2 separate regions of the Sus scrofa genome follow, and region 2 is linked to region 1. A link is a contact called in public HiChIP or PLAC-seq data. All regions are on one chromosome and are shown on one strand. Each heading gives the region's core, a stretch centred on a gene start, on an enhancer-like site or on the middle of the called end of the contact. The rest is flanking DNA. Distances are from core to core; before and after follow the strand shown. Region 1 holds the start of SET (SET nuclear oncogene). Region 2 holds the start of PTPA (serine/threonine-protein phosphatase 2A activator).

Region 1 (6,298 bases), core at 986-3,485:
CCCCCGCCAAAAAGCCTGCCCAATCAGCTTAGATACAGATTGAACTGGACTCAGTTGAGAATAATATTTGGAGGGAAGATTAATTTCTGGCTTTGGAGGAAAGTCCCAAGAAGACATTCGTATTCTTTGCCCATAAACTGTATGCCATTTAACATTTATCAATCACCCACCAATGGACTATCTCGAACATTCAAGACACTGCTTGAGCTTTAAGAGCTGATAGTAAAATGTGAGTGCTGGATTGCAAATAATGCAACCCCTAGTTTTGGTTACAAATACCCAGAGAGGGATTTCAGGCTTTTTAAATTTAATTTAATTTAATTTTTTGGGTCTTTTTAGGGCCACACCCAAGGCATGTGGAGGTTCCTAGGCTAGGGGTGGAATCAGAGCTGTAGCTGCTGACCTACGCCACAGCCACACCACATCCAAACAGCATCTGTGACCTACACCACAGCTCACGACCACGCTGGATCTTAATCTGCTGAGTGAGGCCAGGGATCAAACCTGAGTCTTCACGGATGCTAGTCAGATTGGTTTCCCCTGAGCCGTGATGGGAATTCTGATTTCAGGCTTGTTGTGGTCCATGTCTGGGCTCTGCAGGAGGGAGTAGAGCAGTCAGCGGTACACTTGCGTTACCTGGAAAGCAGAATTTAAACAGAAATACTTTGGCCTCTTTCATATTTCAAGATTTGGCCCCTAAAGCCCCCCTGTTGTCCTCTCTCTGATAGGGCAAAATGAAATTAGCACCGCCTACCCTATCTTGCAGTTGTGCAGCTTCACTGCAGTGCGGGTGCAGTTGCTGGGACTGGCTCAGCACTCTGTACGGTTTCTTGCGACCTCCTTGAATTACAGCAGAGTAGGGCCAAAAGGACCCCCAATGAATGTGGCAACCCCTTGCCCTCAGAGGACTTCCATTTTAGTAAGGCCCTGCCTTTTTTTTTTTTTTTTTTGGTCTTTTTAGGGCTGCACTGGAGGCATGTGGAGGTTCTCAAGCTAGAGGTCAAAGCTGAGCTGCAGCTGCCGGCCTACGCTACAGCCACGCCAGATCCAAGCGCCCCTGTGATCTACACCACTGTTGACCGCAACGCTGGATCCTTAACCTACTGAGCGAGGCCAGAGAGGGCATCTGGGTCCTCATGGATCCTGTTCAGATTCCCTTTGGCTGAGCCATGACGGGAACTCCCGGCCTTGCTTTAACATCACCACTGACACAAAGTTCCATTTGCCTTTTTTTTTTTTTTTTTTTTTTTTTTTTAGTGGTTCACACCAGCAGCATTTGGAAGTTCCTGGGCCAGGACCGAACCTTTGCCTGCGAGGCTGCAGTCCTTTTTTTTTTCTTTCTTTTTTCCTTTTTGCAGTCTGAATTTTAACCCGCGGCACCACAGCGGGATCTCGCAGTCTTTTTTGAATTCTATAATTCCATAACAGAAGTAGGTCCAGAGAGGTAAAGTGACTTGCCCAAGTGCACACAACCTGCTGGGACTAAGAACCAGGAAAAGGCCTGTGAGTGGACCGGGCAGCTTCGGGCTTTGCAAACACGCGGGAGAAGAGTCCGAAAGGCAGCTCCCCGTCTGGGAAACAAGACGAGGTGCCACCTAGCTTTCCTCACGAGAAGAACGCCTCAGAAGTGTCCCTGAGTGCAGAACCCAGGGTGGGTATACATCTGGGCAACGATGTGAAGCCAAGCTACTAACAGGCCTGCGCTTTTGGGGGGCTGCGGAGACCCCTCTCTTCGGCGCCACCCGGCGGATGAGGGAAGCCGCTCTGCCACCACGTGACGCACCCGCCCGGGAGCCTGCGCGCAGCCTGGCGAGGCCCCGCCCCTAGGGCCGTAGCGCGCAAATGTCCCGGGTCGGGCTGGAGAAGGGGAAAGCGGGGGAGGGGAGCGCGGCGCGGGGGGCCGGACCCGTACGTCGCGGCGTTCTTTCCTCCCGCCTCTTCGCCAGGCCCTGTGTCTCCGCGCCGCGGCTCCGCCCCCTCGTCCCTGAGCCCCAGCCAATGGCCAGGCGGCGCGAGCTTCTCCGGCCGGAGGCGGGGCGTGCGCGCGGGGCCTGGCGCGCCTGCGCCCTGCCGCCCGCCCCTCGCCGTGAGGAGGAGGTGGAGGAGGAGGCGGCTCGGGGAGAGCGAGCAGCGAGCTGGAGCGCGGAGCGTGAGTGAGAGAGCCGAGCCGCCTGCCCGCCCGCCCGCCGCCGCCGCCTCCCCTCCGTAAGCAGGAGCCCGGGCCGGGGCCCGGCACGCCGCCCCAGCCCCTCCCTCGTCGTCAGGCCGCGAGGGCAGCGCGCGCGAGCCAGGGGGAGGGAGAGCGAGCGAGCGCCCGGAGGAGGCGGCCGGACCGAGCGAGCGCCCGCGCGTGTGGCGTGAGGGGAAGCCGCTGCCCGCCCCCTTCGCCTTCCCTTCTCTCCCCCTCCCCGTTCCCCCCCCGACCGCGGAGCAGCACCATGTCGGCGCCGGCGGCCAAAGTCAGTAAAAAGGAGCTCAACTCCAACCACGACGGGGCCGACGAGACCTCAGGTGAGGAGCAGGCGAGGCGGGGGCCGGCCCGCGCCGCCATCTTCGCCGTCCGCCCGGCCGCAGGCCGCCGGCGGGGCCCGGGGCGCGCGGGGGGCGCTGGGCGGACGGGCCGGCGCGCGCCTCGGCGCCCTTTTTTGTGCGCGCGGGGCCGGGGCCGGGTGGCGCCGCGGCGGCGGACGGCGCTGCGAGGCGGGGGCGCTGCGGCCTGCTCGGCGCGGGCGGAGGAGACCCCCCCTTCCTCTCCCCCCTCCCTCGCTCTCCTCCCCCTCCCTCCCTCCCGAGAAGCCTCTCTTTATTGTGCTCCGCCATGATGCCTCGCTCCCATCAGCCGCCGCCGCCGCCACATGGTGCGGCCGGACGCGGCCCCGCGCCCGGGCCTCCGCACGGCTCCCCCTTCGCGCCCGGCCCGCGGGCGGCGCCCCCGCACCCCCACCCGGAGGCCGGCCCCGGCGCGGCCCTCTGCCTCGAGCTGGGGCGGGGTGGGGGCGCGGGGAAACACGCGGCCGGCCGCGCAGCGGGCCCCGGCCGCCGGGAGGATGCTCCGGCCGGCCCTTGGCAGGTCCCCACGTGGGGAGGCCACCTCGTCGCTGCAGCGCGCTGAGACACCTGGCGCGCGCGACGGCCGGAGTGTCGGGGGGTCTTTACAATGGCACCTAGCAAACCTGGTCTTTTCCGTGAAGGCTTTCGCGGCGGGGGGGCTGTACATCCCGGGCTGGATGCCGGAAATGAACCGAACGCTCGGGCCCCTTCACGCCCACTTCAGCTCTGTAGGTTTTACATTCTTGAACGGATAAAAAGGCACCATTCCGCAGCACACCCCCTTTTCATCCTCTGCCTTATTGCTCTCATAGTTTTCTGACTTCATGCTGGCTCCTTGTGTGCTCATAGCCATGTGGGGCCACGTCTGAGATCGGGCCACGTGAATTGGGTTGGAGGGGTGAGAAAGGTAGATTTGAATCCTGGGGTTCCTATGCTGATATGGTGAAATCGAGTGTTGACCGAGGTGGGATAGTTCAAGAGCCTTCTCCGTGTTTGTAGGCGTGTCCGATGTCTTAAAAGTAGTGGATACTGAACAATATTTTAACTTCGTATAAAAGATGATAGCGCCGTGGAAACAGATGGTGTTATAATTTTTGCTATTGTCACGGGTTAGTTTCCGTATTATAGTTAAGAGCGGGTGCTACTTTATTGCAAGTATACAATGTGAGTTTTTTAAAAAACACTAAATTTCTGCATAGGGTTTATTCTCATAATAGAAACTTTGATAATTGGTCTAATGGAACTCTTAAAGTGTTTCAGTCAAACATTTTGAGTAGTCTTAACAGCATGATCTGTGAATAGTCTTTTAATTAAAAAGTAATTTGTCAACTCCCCGCATGAACACGTGGAGAGCATGCCTTGTGTTGTAGGGAGTTTTTTAACAGCTTTATTTGTATAATTTACATCACAGACTGTTAACATCAAGAAGGAAAATTAGTATTGAGTCTCCTGCACTTTTTCTTGCAGAAAAAGAACAGCAAGAAGCAATTGAACATATTGATGAAGTACAAAATGAAATAGACAGGTAAAGTTTTCCTCAATTTACTTTGGAAAAGTTTTCTGACCTTAGTAGGGTTTGGTAATTGAAACTATGGCCAAATATATCTGTATGCACTGGCTAAGTGAAGGTAATTATAACTTAGTTGGAAATACTATGAGGATTCAGTGTTATTTTTCTCAGAAATGCTTGTAAGGTCACCAAAAAGTTTCTGATTGACCTCTGGAAAAATTTGTTTTGCTTTGGTAGGTTACAAACTGGCTAAGTTGCAGTGTGGCAACATATAACAGTTTAGCATTATGCTATTAGTGTTGCTCTGACTTGCCATACAACTTCGTTACTTGGTTGGCAGCTTTTTTGTTTTTTCTTCATTTGCCTGAGAGAAAAAAGATTGCCTGGTAATAAGAGTAATAAATATACAGTGTTACCAAAATGCAGTTGGGACACTTTAAGCATGTAGATTTTTGAGTGCCTACTGGTAAAGCATATCAAATTGCCATCTCAGTTTTGACTCTGGCTACAAAAATCTAGGTGATGTGGTTATTATAAATTTGCATTTCGTTGTGTTGTAAAGCTAATAAGAATAAATACACTGTTATCAGCAGTTTTTGTATTTGTTATGTACCATCGTTGTCAACATGTGTTTTCATTTGCTTCAGACTTAATGAACAAGCCAGTGAGGAGATTTTGAAAGTAGAACAGAAATATAACAAACTCCGCCAACCATTTTTTCAGAAGAGGTCGGAATTGATCGCCAAAATCCCAAACTTTTGGGTAACAACATTTGTTAACCACCCACAAGGTAAGTTATGGCAGAGCATTATTAAAGGGTATGGGATGTTCACTTGAAGGGTGGAGGGACATTGGTTGAGAATTTGGTCCAACATATGGTTATAAGCAGAGGTTGAACTAATCGGTGTGAGGGTTGAAATACTCAGTGTGAGGCTTGGAATTAATGCAGTGTATTTAGAAGAGATTGTATTCTAACTTTGGATTCTGTTGAATAACTTGGTAGAAGGTGGTGAGTGCTCTGACACTGAGCCATTTGGTTTTCAGTTAATAATAGATTTATGAAACCAAAGATGCTCACTAAATTTGGGAAATTTTAAAAAGAGATTGCTTGAATTGTTAATGTTTACTAATTATGTTGGCCTGTTGTTTACTGGTCTAGTGTCTGCACTGCTTGGGGAGGAGGATGAAGAGGCGCTGCATTATTTGACAAGAGTTGAAGTGACAGAATTTGAAGATATTAAATCAGGTTACAGAATAGATTTTGTAAGTATCAGTAACTCACTTGTTTTGTCACTGTGCGAATGAAGCTTTGGTTAGAAGAGCTGTTTATGTTGATTGGCATCTCTAATTGTTTGTTACAGTATTTTGATGAAAACCCTTACTTCGAAAATAAAGTTCTCTCCAAAGAATTTCATCTGAATGAGAGTGGTGATCCGTCTTCAAAGTCCACTGAAATCAAATGGAAATCCGGAAAGGTACTTGAGGAATTCTTGGACACAAATATTATGTGTAGTTTGATTTGGTTGAACCATTTAACCAATACTTGGTGGTTTGGTGATGTGTTAAATGTAGATCCTTAAAATGTAAAAAGCTCCATTGTGTTAAAACCCAAATACAGTAGCTCAGAGGTCTAAATTATACTGTGTTTAAGATAACTGGTTGTTGAAGTGAACTAATTTTACTTTTTTTGGTCTTTGCTCTTTTTAGGGCCACACTCACGGCACATGGAGGTTCCCAGGCTAGGGTTCTAATCAGGCTCTTGCCACTGGCCTACGCCAGAGCCACAACAACGCCAGATCTCAAGCTGCATCTGCTACCTACACCACCGCTCACAGCATTGCCGCATCGTTAATCCACTGAGTGAGGCCAGGGATTGAACCCGAAACCTTGTGGTTCTTAGTTGGATTTGTTTCTGCTGTGCCATGACGGGAACTCCGGAACTAATTTTACTTCAAAAAGCCAGGTCTAGGTGGTAGTAAAGCTTGTCATACGAGTTTGACAATGTTCTTTGTAGACCTGAAATTTTAGGACTTCTCTTTTTGACCGGTTGTACTTTTTATAGCTTAATATGAAAATAACAGTGTAGGTAATATACTAATGTCCATTTTTTTGCTCTGCTTTTGCGTTAGAACCTTATTGTTAAATTATAGGGACTTGAGGTATAGAGAGCCTATATCAAAAGTTGTCCGTCTTCATTTAGGATTTGACAAAACGTTCAAGTCAAACGCAGAATAAAGC
Region 2 (6,298 bases), core at 1,448-3,947, 350 kb after region 1:
GGGTGAGGGCGAGGCCTCGGGCATTTTCCTGGCTGTGGGGTGAGGACAGGGGTGGCATAGGGGCAGCGTCGTGACAAGAGAGAGCTGAGAGGCCTGGCAAGGAGGGTGTGAGTTGGCAGAGAGGGAGAGTCTGGAGACTCTGGAGGAGGCGGACAGAAAGAGAGATAGGAGAGTCCGAGGCTGCTGGCAGCAGTGGGGAGGCAAGTGACAGAGGCTCCGTTTCATACCTTCTCTTTCTGCTGCCCGTCCTCCATGGCAGGACTGAGGTTCTGAGCCCTGTCTGTCTGCCTTGGGCTGGATCGCTAAGCCTAACTGTGCTACCAAGTGGGTGAGCAGAACCTAGCAAGAGACAGCCACTTGCCCGGGCTGGAAAGAGAAGACAAGAGCCAAGATTCAGGAGGGCGGCAGAGGCGATGGCTGTGGTGGCTCTGGTGGCTTCTCGGGTTCTGGCTATCGCTGGAGCCGTTGTTCCACCCTCCCTAGTTTCCAGAAGGGGAGAAATGGGGAGCAGGTGAGAAGGCTGCGGGTGTGTACCCGAGGAGGAGACATGGAAACCTTTCCTCCCTGGCTGGGCCCAGGGCCAGGGAGGCAAGCCAAGGGGTATTAAAAATCCACCTGTTAGAATCTGCATAAGCCTGTTTGATGAGGGAAAACTTGGCTGGAGGACAGAAACTGCTTGGCTGCTGAGGATACACCGTAACCCTGCATATAGTCCTGAAAACTGGGCAGGTGCAAAGGCGCAGATGCTGAGAAAGGGCAGTAAGTGGACGTTTCCCTCCACGACTCCTGGGGCCCTTCCGGGCCATCCTCCCAGCAAAGCCTGGTTCTCTTGAGCTGTGGCTCAATCAGCTGCGGGGGGCAGGCAAGGGCAGAGAACTTTGGGAGTTCTCTAAGGATCCGGCGCTGTCACTGCAGGGGCTTGGGTTAATGCTGTGTTGAGGATTCAATCACTGGTGTGGAAATTTCACATGCTGCAGGCATGCCCCCCCCCCCCCGCAAAAAAGAGAGGACTTTGGGCATTAAAAATCCATCAAGGACGCTAGTTTTGGGATTGGGCTAGATTGGAGACAACAGATCCAAGGGATTCTGGCCAAGTCTCTCCTTGCCTCAGTTTTCCTGGCAGTAAAGAGATCAGGCCACATAGCAGGTCCTGGGAGATGACCTAGAGGCTGTGGACACAGATCAGGTGGCAGGTGTAAGGGGGAGCTCTAGAAGATCCTGGAAGATCTCAAGAGCCTCTGGGCCTGGCAGAGGCCAAACATTCTTCTTGGCATAGAAGGGGACACAGACAGAGATATGCTTGGAGCAGAGAGGAAAGAGATCCGAATCAGCAGCAACACCTGCTCCAAGCTGCCCTCTGGGAAGATGGGGGGCGGGCGGAGGGATGGGGGGATGTAGCTGTAAGTCAAGTTGAGGAAGAGACTGGTGGCACGCGGGGGGGGGGGGGGAATGGGGCTGCCACCTGCCGCCCTCTGCCAGTTGGGAGGACTTTCTGAGCAGCCCAGCTTGATGCCTTCAGTGGAGTGTCTCTGACCACACACAATTCCCCAGGGGCCGTTTGATAAGCCCAGGGAAGGTGACTAACTGCAGGGAGTTGGAGAAGTGGCTCTGGCCGGGAAGAAATGGCTCAGGCTGAGCATGGGACAGGTGAGTGAGTGAGTGAGAGAATAATCTCTGAGAGACACTCCTGGTCTCTCTCGGTTCCTTGGCTACGGGTGGAGGTGCTGCCTGAGGCCAGGGCGTTATCTTTTCCGGGTCATTGAAATTTAGCGCCACAAAGTGTGGGTTCGATCCAGCCTCTGACCTTGAGCCTCAGTCTCTCCCTCTGCCAGACGGGATTAATCCACCTGCTGACCCCTTCCCAGCAGCTGCTGGCCGGACTGGACCGCGGCCGCTGGGCCGCGTCGCCTCTACGGCCTGTGTCCTCCCCTTTCCGGCGCAGCTGCGCGGGTGGCTCGGCCCGCGGCCCACCCGTCCCGTCCATGGTCCACCAGGCCGGTTTCCCCGCCGCACTCACCACGGTCCTGGCAGCGAAGGATAACATCTCGGCGGCCTGCCCAGGGACACACTGTCCGCTCCTCCCCAGGCGCTGGTCAAAGTCCGCGCCGCGGCTGTAGGTGGGTCCCCACTAGACCCTTCCGGTCCAAGATCGCCGAGTCACCACCGCCGGCGGGTAGAAGCGGCCCCGCGCCCACCCACCCCGCCGGGCGGCGGCCGGCAGGCGGCCCGCGGGAGGCGGACTCTTGGGGCGGGGCCTTCGGCGGGCGGCGAACGCCGACCTCTAGCCGCGAGCGCTGGGCGGCCCGGGAGGCGGGGCCGGGGGCGGCGCCGGGGGCGGGGCCCGGGCCCCCTGCAGGTGGGTTCACCGCTAGGCGGTGGAACCCAAGAGGCGCACAGCGGCGCCCGCCGTCCACCTTGCCCTTTCCCGCCTCCATGAGCCGTCCAAATTGTTGGAGGCAGCGGTGTGCACCCCTCTCAGTCCCTTTGGTGTCCTTGAGCGCTGCTCTCAAAGTGCTAGGAAAACACAACCATACCGACAGGAGACTGTCTTCCACTAGTCCTCGGGATTGGGTCAGAGCCACGCTCCGAGATGACAGGTGGGGACCGCCCCGCAAAAGCATGGCTGCCGCGCTCCCAGGGCCCTCCCGGCAGGCAGTTGGCGCGTCGGGCCGCGAGCCGGCCGTCGGTGCGCATGCTCCCTGGGTGCCCCGCACCAACATGGCCGCCGCCTCGGAGTGAGCGCGACCGCCGCGAGCCGGCCGTTGCTGGGCATGCTCCCTGGGTGCCCCGCACCAACATGGCGGTCGTCTTCGCTGGGGTGACTTTAATTCTCGGTTTTCGGTTCTAGCCAGCCAGTGCTCGTTTCTCTTCAGAAAGCTCGGAGCGCGTAGGGGAGCCCGGGAAGGGCAGGGAAGGTGCGGGGGTGAAAGGCGAGAGGGGACTGCAGGCATCCGGGCCGGCTCCTGGCGGGCGGAAGATGGCTGAGGGCGAGCGGCAGTCGCCGCCAGGTAGGACGGGACGGGCCGGGCCGCTGCGGGGTGGGGGCGCGGGGACGCGGGGGCGGTGCTGGGTCTGGGGGCGGGGATGGCGTGGGGGGTGGGGGGCTCTGCAGCCCGACGGTTGAGAGAGATGAGCGACGCTCTTGGGGCCCCGAGGGGGAAGGGCTGGGGGGACCTGGAGGTGGGGGGCAGGAACCCAGGGCTGCAAAAGGGGTGCTGGGAGGGGCGCAATACCAGGACTTGGGGAGCTTGAGCCGCCCGAGGGTCGGGTGGACGGTCCGGTGGCCTTTTCCACGTCTGGGCTGCGCGTGTTTGTCAGCTCTTGACCCAGTGGGGAAGCTGTCGGGGGTGGGGGCTGCTGTCTTTATTAGACCCTGGTGCTCCTTGGGCCTGGGCCTGCCCGGACCCCCTTTCCCGCCTCCCCGACTCCCTGACCACCCCTCTTTCATCTCCCCTCTCCTCCTCGGAGGCCTGGCACCGGAGATTCAGGGGCTGAGAAGTTACCAAGAAGTTACTGCCCTGGATCGTCTAAACTATTAATTTAGAAAGACTGGTTGTGCAAGGAGCTGAGTCTCTTTCTGGTCTCACCATCTGTAACTTTTATTTACACCGAGGTTTCTTTTTAATTCATCTCAAATAGCTGGGATGGAGCGGCCAGGGAAAGGATTTTCTCTCTCTGTCTCTCTCTCTCTTTTTTTTTTTGGCCGCCTGGCAGCCTATGGAGTTCCTGGGCCAGGGATCAGATCCAAGCCGCAGTTGCGGCCCAAGCCGCAGCTGTGTCAACGCGGGATCCTTAAGGCACTGTGCCAGGCTGGGGATGGAACCTACGTGCCAGCACTTCCTACACGTTTCGAGTCTGTTGCCCCACAGCAGAAGCTTGGGGAACGATTCTCCTAGAGCGGAAACTTGGGGAAATGGAAGGAAGTTTGCTGACCACTCTTGCCACCCTAACTTGAGCTAGAAGGACTGATAGTAGATAACTTTTTAAAAAAATTTCTTTTGGTAGCTAATGTTTAAAGAGGTTGCAGATAGGTTGGTCAAACAGCTATTTCAAAAACACCTAATGTTTTGAAACCATTCAATATTCCTTCTGTGTCTCACCTTTTGTGATCCCTGGGAAGGTCTCAGGACAGAGACATTTTAAAGATCAAAAGAGATATTCCCCGCCCCCTGCCCCAAATCAATGAACAAAAAGCTGGGTATGGTCTGTTAGAGCATTTGAAACCAGACATTTATTTTGTTAACAAAATTTCTGTGCATGTGCTTTAGGAATTCTAGTAATGATCTCAGGATATATAAGGCAACCAGAGTTATCAGTAAGATGAGGAGGTCCCTTCGTGGCTCAGTGGTTAACGAACCCGACTAGGAACCATGAGGATGATGGGTTCCATCCCTGGCCTCGCTCAGTGGATTAAGGATCTAGGGTTAAGGATCTGGCGTTGCCCTGAGCTGTGGTGTAGGCTGCAGACTTGCTTGGATCCTGTGTTGCAGTGTCTGTGGTGTAGGCCGGCAGCTGTAGCTCCGATTTGACCCCTGGCCTGGGAATTTCCACATGCCACAGATACGGTCCTAACAGGCAAAAAAAAAAAAAAAAAAAAAAAAAAAGAGGATTATCAGTAAGATGAATGTTGTCTCTGAAGACAGGTGGTGGGGGACATGGGAGTGAGCCTGTACTGAGAGAAGATGGCTCTGGGAGGTTATCTGTGGCTGGGAAGAGTCAGGTTCCCAGGAGGTGGCTCTTCTTTGAAGTTTGAAACCAGACGGTGAGGAACCAGTGGAAAGAACCACTCAGACAGCGTAGTGGAGCGAACCTTGGATCTTGGAGTTACAGAGACCTGTCTCTCCCTGGCATGTCGTAGCCTCTGTGAGCCTGTTTGCTCAAGAGGGGGCTCCTGTACCTTCTTGACAGTGTTACGGTGTGGGTTCTGGAGACGATGAGGGCAAATCATGGGACGTGGTGGGGAGTCGGTAAACGTGGCTTACTCTCATCCTTCCCGAGGTGGTACAGGTCGAATGTGTAGCCAGGTTCCCACACGGTAGATGATAATAAATACTCCCAGGAGCTTTTTGAGGAACATCTCTAAAACTCTGGATGTTTCCATCTTTTTTTTTTTTTTTTTTTTTTTTTAAGGGCAGCACCCATGGCACATGGAAGTTCCCAGGCTAGGGGCCTAATCGGAACTACAGTCCATGCCACGGCCATCACAACGCAGGAGCCAAGCCACATCTTCGATCCTATACCACAGCTCATGGCAACGCTGGATCCTTACCCCACTGAGCAAGGCCAGGGTTCGAACCCACATCCTCCTGGATACTAGTCAGGTTCGTTAACCACTGAGCCACGGCAGGAACTCCCTGGATGTTTCCCTCTTATACTGAGAGGTTGTAGGGATCCAGCTGTCCTGTGGCATCTTTGTCGGAGATGGAAGTTGAGGCTGGAGAGGCTGTGGGTTTGACTTCGTTTATCACAGTTCTCGCGTTTGAAGACTGTTTTTTGTTGTTGTTCTTTGCTTTTATTTGGGATTGTGTGTGTGTTTCATCAGTGATTTGGTGCAAAACTTCCAACAAAGCCTTTCCTCTGGCAGCAGGGCCTGGCCTGGGGGTTTTCCTCCCTGTGAAATATTGTTAGGAGTTCTGTCCCCTTTTGGGGAACAGTTCTCTCAAACTTAGAAGAGGGCTCTTGTTCCCAGAGATCACTTATTTGCAAGTTGATAATTTGGGACGTGGAAACATTTTCTCATAAAAACAATGCAGTTAGGTCACCAGCCTGACCTACAAAGCTTTTTATTTAGCATCTTAAAGTAGCAATTTGCTAATGGTAGAGTCCTCAATTTGAGGTTCTGGGAACAGGACTTGCAGAACAGGTGGGAGGAGGAAGAGAGTTTCTGGTGTCTTTTGGGGCCCCAGTTTGAATTTTGAATTAGGCGGGGTTTGCCTGGTTCTTATCCCACATTCTTTCTCCATCTCCTTAGGTCTCCTGGTACTTTTCCTTTCCTCAGGACCTGTCCAGACAGTCCCCCAAATGTCACATGTTCTAGAAGTCCAGTACACTATCCATTGAGCCACGGATGTGACATGTTCTAGAACGTACTTAGGTTCTTGCTCCCTTTTCTCCATGCAGCTGATGTGAGCTAGGTTTAGGGGGATGGCAGTGGGGCAGATTTATACTACATTGTGAGTGACTGATAGTCTTTTACTCTTCTTGGAGTTTTCATTTTTAGAGGAAGGGGCTTACTCATCTGACGAATCTCCACTAGTAGGTTCAGGTCCACAGGACCCAACCCCAAAGCTTTGGGCCT

What was found. HiChIP or PLAC-seq counts read pairs in DNA pulled down with a chosen protein or histone mark.
Region 2: an H3K27ac HiChIP or PLAC-seq map of alveolar macrophages shows a contact between it and region 1. The contact joins the promoter of PTPA here to the promoter of SET in region 1. A contact is called at or near these places in 1 of 5 promoter capture datasets (fetal liver) and 1 of 2 datasets of contacts at active chromatin or transcription factors (alveolar macrophages).

What each region holds. Positions count from the first base shown.
Region 1 is chr1:269,054,279-269,060,576 of Sscrofa11.1, forward strand. It overlaps SET (SET nuclear oncogene), which reads left to right and starts at 2,236. Exons shown (of 8, transcript NM_001244090.1): 1 at 2,236-2,511; 2 at 4,018-4,075; 3 at 4,708-4,850; 4 at 5,220-5,323; 5 at 5,422-5,535; 6 at 6,261-6,298. The coding sequence starts at 2,439. LOC102158334 (a long non-coding RNA gene) reads right to left here and starts at 1,977. Exons shown (of 4, transcript XR_001306652.2): 1 at 1,304-1,977; 2 at 505-636.
Region 2 is chr1:269,399,079-269,405,376 of Sscrofa11.1, forward strand. PTPA (serine/threonine-protein phosphatase 2A activator) reads left to right here and starts at 2,698. Exons shown (of 10, transcript XM_001926077.6): 1 at 2,698-3,008. The coding sequence starts at 2,978. CRAT (carnitine O-acetyltransferase) reads right to left here and starts at 2,164. Exons shown (of 14, transcript NM_001113047.1): 1 at 2,018-2,164. The coding sequence starts at 2,044.